Regions from separate parts of the Mus musculus genome. Here region 2 is linked to region 1. Evidence: chromatin contacts called from public Hi-C data. All regions are on one chromosome and are shown on one strand. The core of a region is the stretch at or near the end of the contact, and the rest is flanking DNA. Distances in the headings are between cores, read along the strand shown. Region 1 holds the start of 1700123M08Rik (RIKEN cDNA 1700123M08 gene). Region 2 holds the start of Dpy19l4 (dpy-19-like 4 (C. elegans)).

Region 1 (4,679 bases), core at 900-3,399:
CTCTGAGGAGGCTTTATCCCAATTCCAGAAATATCTTGGCATTCAATCTTGGTGACAAATTATTTTGACTATATTTAGTCGTGGCAAGTTACTTTTTTTTTTCTTTCTGAGAATCAGCATTATTTTCAAATATAGACAGGTCATCCAAAAGCCAGAATAAGATGGGGAAATCAATACTATCCAGGTAGAAAACTAAAAGGTTGAACATAGTAAAATAAGTTGGAAATTCTCATGCAGATACAAAAATCAGTTTGAAAAGAGAACTTTATGCGACGCGGATAGCACTGTGTTATGAGCAAGTTTGACTACTGTGATAGCCTTCAAGGTCATCTGCTGTTGAGGCATGAATTTTGGAATCTCATTATTTACAATTCTTATGTAAAGAAGTCAGCAGTCAGGCGTTTCTAGGTTCTTGGTCTCTTAATCCAGAGAACTGAAAATAAGGCCTCACGCAGATTTGCAAAAAAATCACACAATAACTTAATTGAAATGAAGCAATAACAGACTAGAAAAAGATATAGGTTGACAGTAGGCTACACGAAGAGTACTGAGGGATGAAATTATTGTTCGGGATTTCCTTTCCGAGAGTTCAAGAAAATTTGGTTGATAAGGGTTGTAATATGAGAGCTTTTCTTTTTCCTGGTAGATTAGGGCCTGCATTCACTGTTTTCATCTGTGCAGGTTCCTGTCTGTAGTGCACCTGACATTAATTAGACACACAGTCAACTATGCATAGGCAAAGTCCGGGAATATGGCATTCTCCCTAAAACGCTGAGGATACACTCTTGCCTTACTGTGTACACACCAAACTAAACCCTTGCATCAGATATATTGGGACTGTCTCTAAGTAGAAATGGCTAATCTTGATTGTTGTTAGGAGAGGATAAATGTATCTCTTCTCCAAGAGGGGAAGGCAGGGGACTGATGGGGATCTTGGCTTGTTTGTTCTTGGTTGGGGAAAGGTACCTATATTTTCCCCCTCACCAATCATCTCTGCCCGTAAGCCTCTTCTGGGGATGAGCAAATTCTCCAGTTTAGAAATAGAGGCAGCTTGAAAGATTTGGGGAATTATGAATTGCAGGTTTGGTTATATAAGGTTTTTCCTTTATTACATAAAAATTTAAATACTTCAGGATTAATAAAATTTCACAGTAAACTTGGGAGTTCATCTATCTAGTCCAAATTACTTTGTAAACTTTATTAGTTAATAAGGTGTAGAATAAATCAACGTAAACTCATTAACACTGGGCAGAAGCATAGCTTCTCCCAAGAAAGTTTCATGTCATGAAGATGGCATCTATGTGGATGTAGGTAAGTGAAGAAGGCACTGTCCCATAAAGAGACAACCGCAGATGGCAGCAAGAACCCTTAGTGTGTTGTTTAGCACATCTTAAGCCTAACCTCACCCCACAGATAGGCAAACTGAGTCTCATGGGAGGAAGATGGATTTTTGTCACTGGGAATAACTTGAAAGGCTCTTCTGACTCCAAGTTCAGTGCTCTTCCCACTTTCACTGGCTGCATTTTAAAATTCATAACTCTGAATGAGTCAGGGACCAAGGAGGGAATGCTGATTTCAAAGTCCTTCCAAGAACAAGAGCACTCGTGTTATTCTTATCTACAAAGATAAGAATTCCTTCATCAAACTTCCTTTTGCTTTTGTTTACAGCTTCCTAGCCCGGAGACATAAAAATAATTGACTATCAATCCGACCTAATAACCCTAAAATCAGCAACTTGATCTTGAATGAATGAAGCGAGACACCGCCGAGACGCTCTGCCACGCCTCAATTGTGTTGTTCCCGCGGTCTACCTGGGGCAGCCCAGTGCAGAGGAGGCTTGGCTCTCAGGCCAGCCCAGAGCAGCACGCGGGGCCCAGCAGAAGTGCCAGGCATTCGCGAAAGCCCGCCCGCCAGGAAGCAACTGGCTACCAAAGCGCCACGCGCTCAGGGATGCTGGATCCCGCCCAGGCGCTTCCCCATCTGGGAGTCCAAACGCAACCCAACCAAGGCTGTCCACCTCGCGGCACGCGCAAACCCACCTTCACCAGCAACAGGGCGTGGTCACGGGGCGCGCGCACGCGTGGAACCAATAGGCTAGCCGCGCCAAATGGAAGGGATTGTCTGACCTCCGTGACGTCACAAAACTGGCGGGGAGCGCGCCCTCTTCCGCCCCCCGCCCCTCTGGCCCTCCGGGTCCCGCCCACCCGCCATTGCGCAGCCAATCAGAAGGCGAAGAGCTCAAGAGCGCCTGTGGGGGCGGGGCAGGGTGGAGGCCGGGCGAGGCAGGGGCGCGGAGTGGGCTGGCCTGGGCCGAGCTGCAGCGCGCCGGGGTGCTGCGTGGTGCTGAGTGAGGGAAGGACGCGCACGGAGGGGTGCGGCCGCCACCCGGGGCAGACCGCAGCGGGTGCTCGACTGTGCCCGGTTGGTATCCTCGTCCACCGCTGCCGAGTCGTGAGGGGGCGTCAGGGCGGTGAAGTGGAGGGCGCGCGTGGGGAGCGGCCGCGGGTGGAGGGCCGGGTGCGCGCGGAGCCTCGGTCGCGAGGAGCTGCCGCGGGTCCCGGGCGGCACCCGGCTGTCAGCGCGCGGGGCGCCCGCTGTGGCCCGGGCGTGTCTGCCTCGGCTCCCCGCTGACACGCTTGGCCCCGCGTGGCGGAGCCGGCTGCCCACGGCGGGCTGTGCCTGGAGCTCTGCGGAAGCGGGCGCGGCGTGGGGCCGGGCGGGCCTGAAGATGCTGAGTGCTTGTGGGCTCGGTGCGCTGGCTGCATGGAGCGGCGGCGGTGCGCCTGTCCGGGCTCCTGGAGTTGCCCGCCGGGGGCTGTGATGCCGCCTCGCCTGCCGGGTGGGTTTGTTTGGTTTCTTCTTCTCCCCTCCCCTTTCTCCCCCCTCCATTCTCTCCTCCCCTCCCAGCCCATTCACTGGGCTGCTGCGAGACCTCGCCCCTCCTCCGCTCCCGCCTCCCCGCCGCCGCCTCCTCTAATGAGCATCTCTGCTTTGCTTTCAATGGGCCGCTGCTGCTGTCGCTGCTGCTGTCCGCGCGGGTTGTGGATGTTGTCGGCTCCGTGTTGTGATGACAGGAGAATGTGTGTGTGTCCCGGGCCCAGACGAATTGGTAGGTATTCACATAACTACCTGTGTTGGGTACCCAGGGAAGGATGGTGACTGATTTTGTGTATGAATGGATGGCTCTAGGGGTCCTCATGGAATTAAAGGGTGAGATAAGGAAAAGGAGACAAAGGCGCTCTGGACCAGATTTTATTTTTATTTTTATTTTTTGATAGCTTAAGTGTGATATTCTGGGACACACGAAACTGACCAAACAAGTGCTGGTTTGGTTCTTTGTGTTTTAAGGATAATGGCTTTTCTTCATTCTTGTAGACACTGAACTTGAGCTGTGAAATGGCTAGGCGTTTCCAGAAAATGCTGAAAAATTACAAATCTTAATGCAGGGCGTTTAATGCAATCAGATTACATAAACGGAGGTTCTGATACGTGTAATGAAAAGTGTAGTATTTATTTTCATTTGCGTTAGAATCTTTGCAAGACCGAGAAGCTCCAGAGTAGGCGCACCAGTAGCATTTTTCTAATCGATTTGGTCCATGGGTTTATTGATTAAGTGGAATAAAATCTTGACACAGGCTTTGCCCAGCACACCACAAAGAATGGATGGGGCTCTTTCTGTTTCTGGTTCCGGCGCGCGCACCTTTTTATTACTCATTGGCAACATCAGCCAAATCTGCCCAAGACTGATACGTACAATGTTGCCAAGTGTGGGCCATGATGGTGTATGAACTTTAAAAAATAAATAAATAAAAAGAAAGTGAGATTGCTCAAGTTAACCAACAGCTACTTTGAAATTCTTATTGCCTAATCAGGAGGCTTCTATTTTGTTAATTTAGCAAGTTTATCAGCACAGAGTGTTGTTTTTTTTTTTGTTGAATTACAGGGTGTTTAGAAGGATATTAAGAATTTTCATCTTCCTTATACATCATGTCAGAAGCATTTAATAGTGTATTGACTTGTAGCTGTCTCTGGTCGGATGGAAATACTATATAATTGGTACTGACCTGGTAGAATGCTTATTAGTTATAGAGCAGGTTTCCATGAACTCAGCTTCCCTAAGAATATGCCTTTTGAAAGCATGTTAAGAGATGAAGAATTGGAATGCAATCATATGCTAAGCTCTGAATAACTGAAAAGAAAATAATTGAAAAAACTCATGCGTACTCTGTTATTTTGACGTTTAATCTCAAATACTTTTGCTGTGAAGAAAAAAGATGTAGTGTTTGAATTTAAATATTCAGAGCACCTGCTGCATGAAGCTCTTTGTCACCAGATTTCACTCATTTTTAATCGACTTTAAAAGCAGAAAATCTATCAAAACACGGGAACTTAAGGAAAGGGAAAGGGTCCTAGGCTTCTTATGCCTTGAGTAGATGTTTTTAAATGGTTGGACCTTTGCCATCACCCCCACTCTCACATTGTTTTTAAAGTAATACAAACTTACAGATGTCTGAAAAAAATGTACTTCCATTAAAATTGCACTTACATTTTAGTTTCTAATGATAACATTTGCAGCATAAAAACAGCTTTTTGTGCATACATGCATGAAAAAGGTATGGGTTTATACCCACAAGCTAGTGTGATTGGCATATTTGTACACATCTCCTGGCTCAGACATG
Region 2 (4,879 bases), core at 2,216-4,715, 640 kb after region 1:
AGACAACATGACAATTATTTTTGCTTACACTCCCTTTTTATTATTTTAGATGTATATTTTACATCCATTATTTTTGTTAGTACATATGGACCACAGTCAGGGTCATGAACAGTTCCAGCATGTTGCCAAGGAAGTCGGGCTATTGTGGAGTAGAAGGGCGAGATATAAGACAGAGTTAGGACAAGATAGCGTTACCTTAGTCAGCTTTAGCAGCAAGTTCGTTAACTCCCTGAGCCATCTATTTGTCCTTTTTTCCCTTTGTAAAATATTTATTTAGAGACAGGGTCCCATTGTAGCCCAGAGAAACCTTGACCACACAATGTAGCTGGGATTGGTCTTGAGGTCCTTATCGTCTTACCTCTACCTCCTAGGTGCTGTAAGTACAGGCAGGTACTGCTATGCCTGTACCACCTAAGAAAGTTTTGATGCTAGACTGCTTGGTGTTTATATTTTAGTACCAATATTTTTGAATTTTGTTTTACATAACCAGCTAAAAATATCTTTCTAGAAGAGTTTTGAGTGACAAAAATCTGTATTTTAATAAGTTTCAAGGTTTTTAGTATATCCATCTCAAAATATCCTTTCCCATGGACCTGAGCGATGGTGCAGTTGTTTTGAGCACTTTGTGCTGGTGCAGAACGTGCAGGAGTGGTTCTCAGTATTCCTGTGTTGGCTTGCAGTTGTCCATAGCTGCTTCCAGGGGATCTAATACTCTCTTGTGTCTGCCTCAGGCACCAGGGACACACATGCATGCAAAACATTTATATACATAAAAGAAATCTAAAAATGTTTTTAAAATATTTTAATAAAACATATGCTTAATTTCTTATTTTTTATTTTACTTTTAATGAATATAGGTTTTTGCCTTCGTGCTTGGTGTCTGTGGAAGCCAGAATCTTCTGAGGTACTCCTTCAACTTCACTTCTGTCATATTTTAAAAGAAAAGTTCAGAAAACTGGGTGTAACGGCACATGAGTATATGAATGAGTCTTTGCCTCAAAAATAAAGGAAACATGTCAGAACTAGTGACAACTGAGACAAAACTAGCTGTTGAGTCAAGCAACAGTCTTCAGCACAGCACAGTGTGTCCTGCCAGTTTTAAAACCTGGTCACAGTTGATGGTTCCTGGTATTAACAACTTTGCCCAAGACCTTTGAGCACGTGTTAATCTCAAAGATGGAAAGAGAAGGACCACAGACTCAATTCATCATGGCCAAATTAATTAAGGCAAGCAAATAATTATTTCTTTTTTATGTGCATTGTTAATTTGACTTCATGTTTGTCTGGGAGAGGAGTTGGATCCCTGGAACTAGGGTTACAGACAGTTGTAAGCTGCCATGTGGTTGCTGGGAGTTGAACACGGGTCCTCTGGAAGAGCAGCCAGTGCTCTTAACTGCTGAGCCATCTCTCCAGCCCTTGCAAGCAAATAGTTAAAGGAAGATTTTTAAATTCATGTACACAGACCTCTTACCAAGATGTGGCTCAAGAGTTTAGCATTGAATATGAGGAAGACAAAGCTTTTTATAGTTCAGAAGTAGGGGTTTTTCAAATGGGGGATTTAGCAAGCAAAATAGGTGGGGTTACAGGAGCAGAACATCATAGCAAGCTTTTCCTAAGGGCATCCTGAAACAAAGACATGGTTGCAAGGTGAGCATAAAACTGGTAGTTATAACAAGGTAGCCATGACAACCCTTATGAAACGGAAGTAGGGTTGCAAGATGGTTAAAAAAAAAATTGAAACAAAGACATAATTATCATTCCTGGAACAGGCAGTACAAAACCATTTGTAGTTAAGGTCACAGGTTTTATGTGGAGCATAGCCTGATCCTTGAAAAACAAGTTTAATCATAAAGAGGAATGAACCTAATTTGTCATTACTGTGAGACGGCTTTTAAGCCAAAGAGGCTGATTCTTCCAAACCCACCAGAGGTCTCCTAAATGTCTAGTTTTCCCATTTCAGTTAGGCTGGGCCTTTCTGGGTTCTGTCACAGCTTCTAGTCTCAGCTAGACATCCTGTCTCAACTAGATATCCTGTCTCAGCTAGACATCCTGTGCTGGGCCTCTCCAAACCCTAGACATGAACCTAGTGTTGTGGAACATCCTTGTGGTTCCTTGGCTGTGTTGTGCAACCTAAGTGTTGAAACCCTGCCAATGGGAGCTCAAGCGCTGGGCCTCTAATTTTCTCAGCCTCCAGTATCACCAGGGTATACTCTGAGTCCAAGGCAAGGCAGAAAAAGAACTGGTGGCTCTGGCTGAACTCCCAATTAACCAGAAACAAGTGCTCTAACCCCCCCCCCCCCGTCCCTCCTGAATGTAGGATTGGACCCCCAATATCACTAGATCAGGATCCCACAGAATCAGAACAGATCCAGAAACCAGGCATTATAGGAAAAAAAATTAGGAGTTTCTGTGAATTACTATAGGAGGCCTACATAAGAAAGGAAGGAAAGAAGGAAGGAAGGAAAGAAGGAAGGAAGGAAAGAAGGAAGGAAGAAAGAAAAAGAAAGAAAGAAAGAAAGAAAGAAAGAAAGAGAAAGAAAGACAGACAGACAGCTATCCTTTTTTTGAAGTGGCTGTTCACTCATGCTTTTGGGCCAACTGAAGGCGTGCCACAGTGTTCTCAGTATGAGTCATGCACTGCACAACAAAATTAAACTGCATTCTATTGTTATGAAATAATCTCTATACATTCCTCATAGCAGACTATAAAGTACTATTGTGCTTTCTTCCAGAATATTGACATGAGCAAACATTTTGTTCAAGGCAGTTTTCGTGATTGACACGTTGCTCTCTCTTGTGTTTCCTTTTTTATATGATAATAACTTAATTTGCTTATGTAGCTGAGGTTGGCCTTGATAATGAACCTCCTTCCTCTACTTGTCACGGTCTGGGATTACAATAGGGAATAACCTGGTACAAACTTTTTTGTAGCCGCCAAGTGTCTACTAAACCAAACTGTGTATCACTCTTGCCATTGCAGCAGTAGGGAACCTGAGGCAAGTTGAGAGCAGCCTTGGCCATATAGAGAGATCCAGTCTCAAAAACAAACAAGCAAACAAACAAACATCTACTAATCCAAAGGACCTGCCTAGAACGTCTTGCCTGGCTTTGAAATCATCGTAACAAGTCCAGGACTCGTTGCTCTGCAGTTGAAACTCCGTTTTCTGTTTGAAAAATCGGCCGGACATAGGGACTGGATCTGGCCTACAGTCTATGACTTTCTGAGACGGATCCCAGCGTCACGAAAAGCTTGCTCTGGCTCCTGCTTTCCTGTGAGGCTCAGCAAGGAGCGAGGGCGGCGGCGGGGACTCGCTCCTCCCAGGAGCATTGCCATCCCGTGGCCATCGTGGGCATGGCTGAGGCGCTCTAGCGAAACGCTCCGGCCGGGCCCCGCTCCCTGCACTCTGGTTCCCGGAGCGCCTTGGAGGGACCCAGTTGGCGGAGACACCAGAGGGGGGCGGGTCAGGAAGTGGGGGCGCGGCAGCCGGGAGCTGGCCGGGGCGGCCGCGGGGTTTGGATACTCGGAGGTTTGGGAGACTCCGGGCTGCTCGGGAGCCGTAGGGCCACTCGGGTCTCCGCGGAGACGATGGCAAAGGAAGAAGGTGAAGGCTCCGGCGTGTAGCGCGCCAACTGCCGCGGCGGGCTCGGGAGAGGGGCCGGGCCTGACTGCTGGCTGCGGGCCGCGGGGAGCAGGGCGGGCGGGGGCGCGCGCCCCCGAGTTTGCAGTGGAACCGGGCGCGAGCCGAGAAAATGGCCCAAAGTTTCGTCTCCCGAAATAGGACGCAGAAGTGGAACTTAAAGTCAGGAGTCTCGGAAAGGAAGCTGTTGTTGGGTGGCGGGGCTGCGGGTCCGGAGTTGCTCCGCAGTGGAAAGCAGGACGAGCTTGGGTGGGTTCTGGTCCAGGCTGGAAGCTTTGGGTGCAGAATGGGAGGGATCGCACCCCTCGCGGGAAACTGAGGCTGGGATCTGGGATGGACGCGCAGAACCTGACGGAGTTCACTTGTGCTCTAATGGATAACAAATGCCAAAGGGCAGGGGCATGTAAGTGGTTTTAGGGGAGGAGGAGGTCAGTTTTAGGGTTAAAACTAATGGACTGGAGAGAGCTCTGCACGCTCCTCAGGGTCAGTGCCAAGGGAATTTATTGTTTAGCCAGCAATATTTATCCATAGAGGATTTGGACAGTGAGCAAAAGATAGGAAGCGGCAAAAAACTTAGCAGTGTACGATACATAGTGTAAAAAAGTATTGGTGGCATAGTAACTTCATGGGATGTGTATGCACGATTGAGCTCTTGGACTTCATTCGCTCGGATGAACAGTTACATGTTTCATTCTGCTGGAAAGCAGTTTTTATCTTACTGAGTGGAGTTGTGAATGCGACCGTTAGTTATCTGGTTTAGATTTAAGCCGTTGAACCAAGGAGACAAGAAGGGAGTTTGAAGAATTCAATGGAAAGCCATTTTTCAAAAGACTATTAGAAGTACATGCTGACTGGGACTAGATGTCCTGTCCCTGAGGTCATGATTCAGCCATTCCTCCTCTTCCTGCAGCTCTTCGTGTTAAATTTCATGCACATTTAAGATACTACCTAAAACCAGCCTCAAAACAGGTTGCTGGTAAGGAAGAATGTAATTCCTCTTTTTTCTTTAGCTATAGCTATATCTGTGTTTGCAATGTGTTATCATTTGACAAAGATTTTTTTTAAACTTTATTTTTGTGATTAGTTACAAATCTGTGTGGGTAGGTTGATAAACCAGTTTGTCTTTGTGAGCACATTAATACTTAACACAGGAGAAAAATCGCACAGTGCCACTAAAACTTGATATTGTAAATATGCAGAAATTGCATTTAAGATGGAATTATTATACTTAATAACTATGA

Evidence for each region. A called contact is a pair of places that touch in the nucleus more often than the background predicts.
Region 2: a contact with region 1 is called in a Hi-C map of regulatory T cells, with 4 times the contacts expected there. The contact joins the promoter of Dpy19l4 here to the promoter of 1700123M08Rik in region 1. A contact is called at or near these places in 7 of 39 promoter capture datasets (the C10 cell line, cranial neural crest, hippocampal neurons and 2 more), 4 of 484 Hi-C or Micro-C datasets (embryonic stem cells, pre-B cells and regulatory T cells) and 1 of 9 other capture datasets (adipose tissue).

Annotation. Positions count from the first base shown.
Region 1 is chr4:11,964,044-11,968,722 of GRCm38.p6, reverse strand. It overlaps 1700123M08Rik (RIKEN cDNA 1700123M08 gene), which reads right to left and starts at 2,149. Exons shown (of 5, transcript NR_040577.1): 1 at 2,040-2,149. Pdp1 (pyruvate dehyrogenase phosphatase catalytic subunit 1) reads left to right here and starts at 2,273. Exons shown (of 3, transcript NM_001098230.1): 1 at 2,273-2,421; 2 at 3,075-3,109. The coding sequence starts at 3,079.
Region 2 is chr4:11,320,723-11,325,601 of GRCm38.p6, reverse strand. Dpy19l4 (dpy-19-like 4 (C. elegans)) reads left to right here and starts at 3,465. Exons shown (of 19, transcript NM_001081201.2): 1 at 3,465-3,602. The coding sequence starts at 3,587.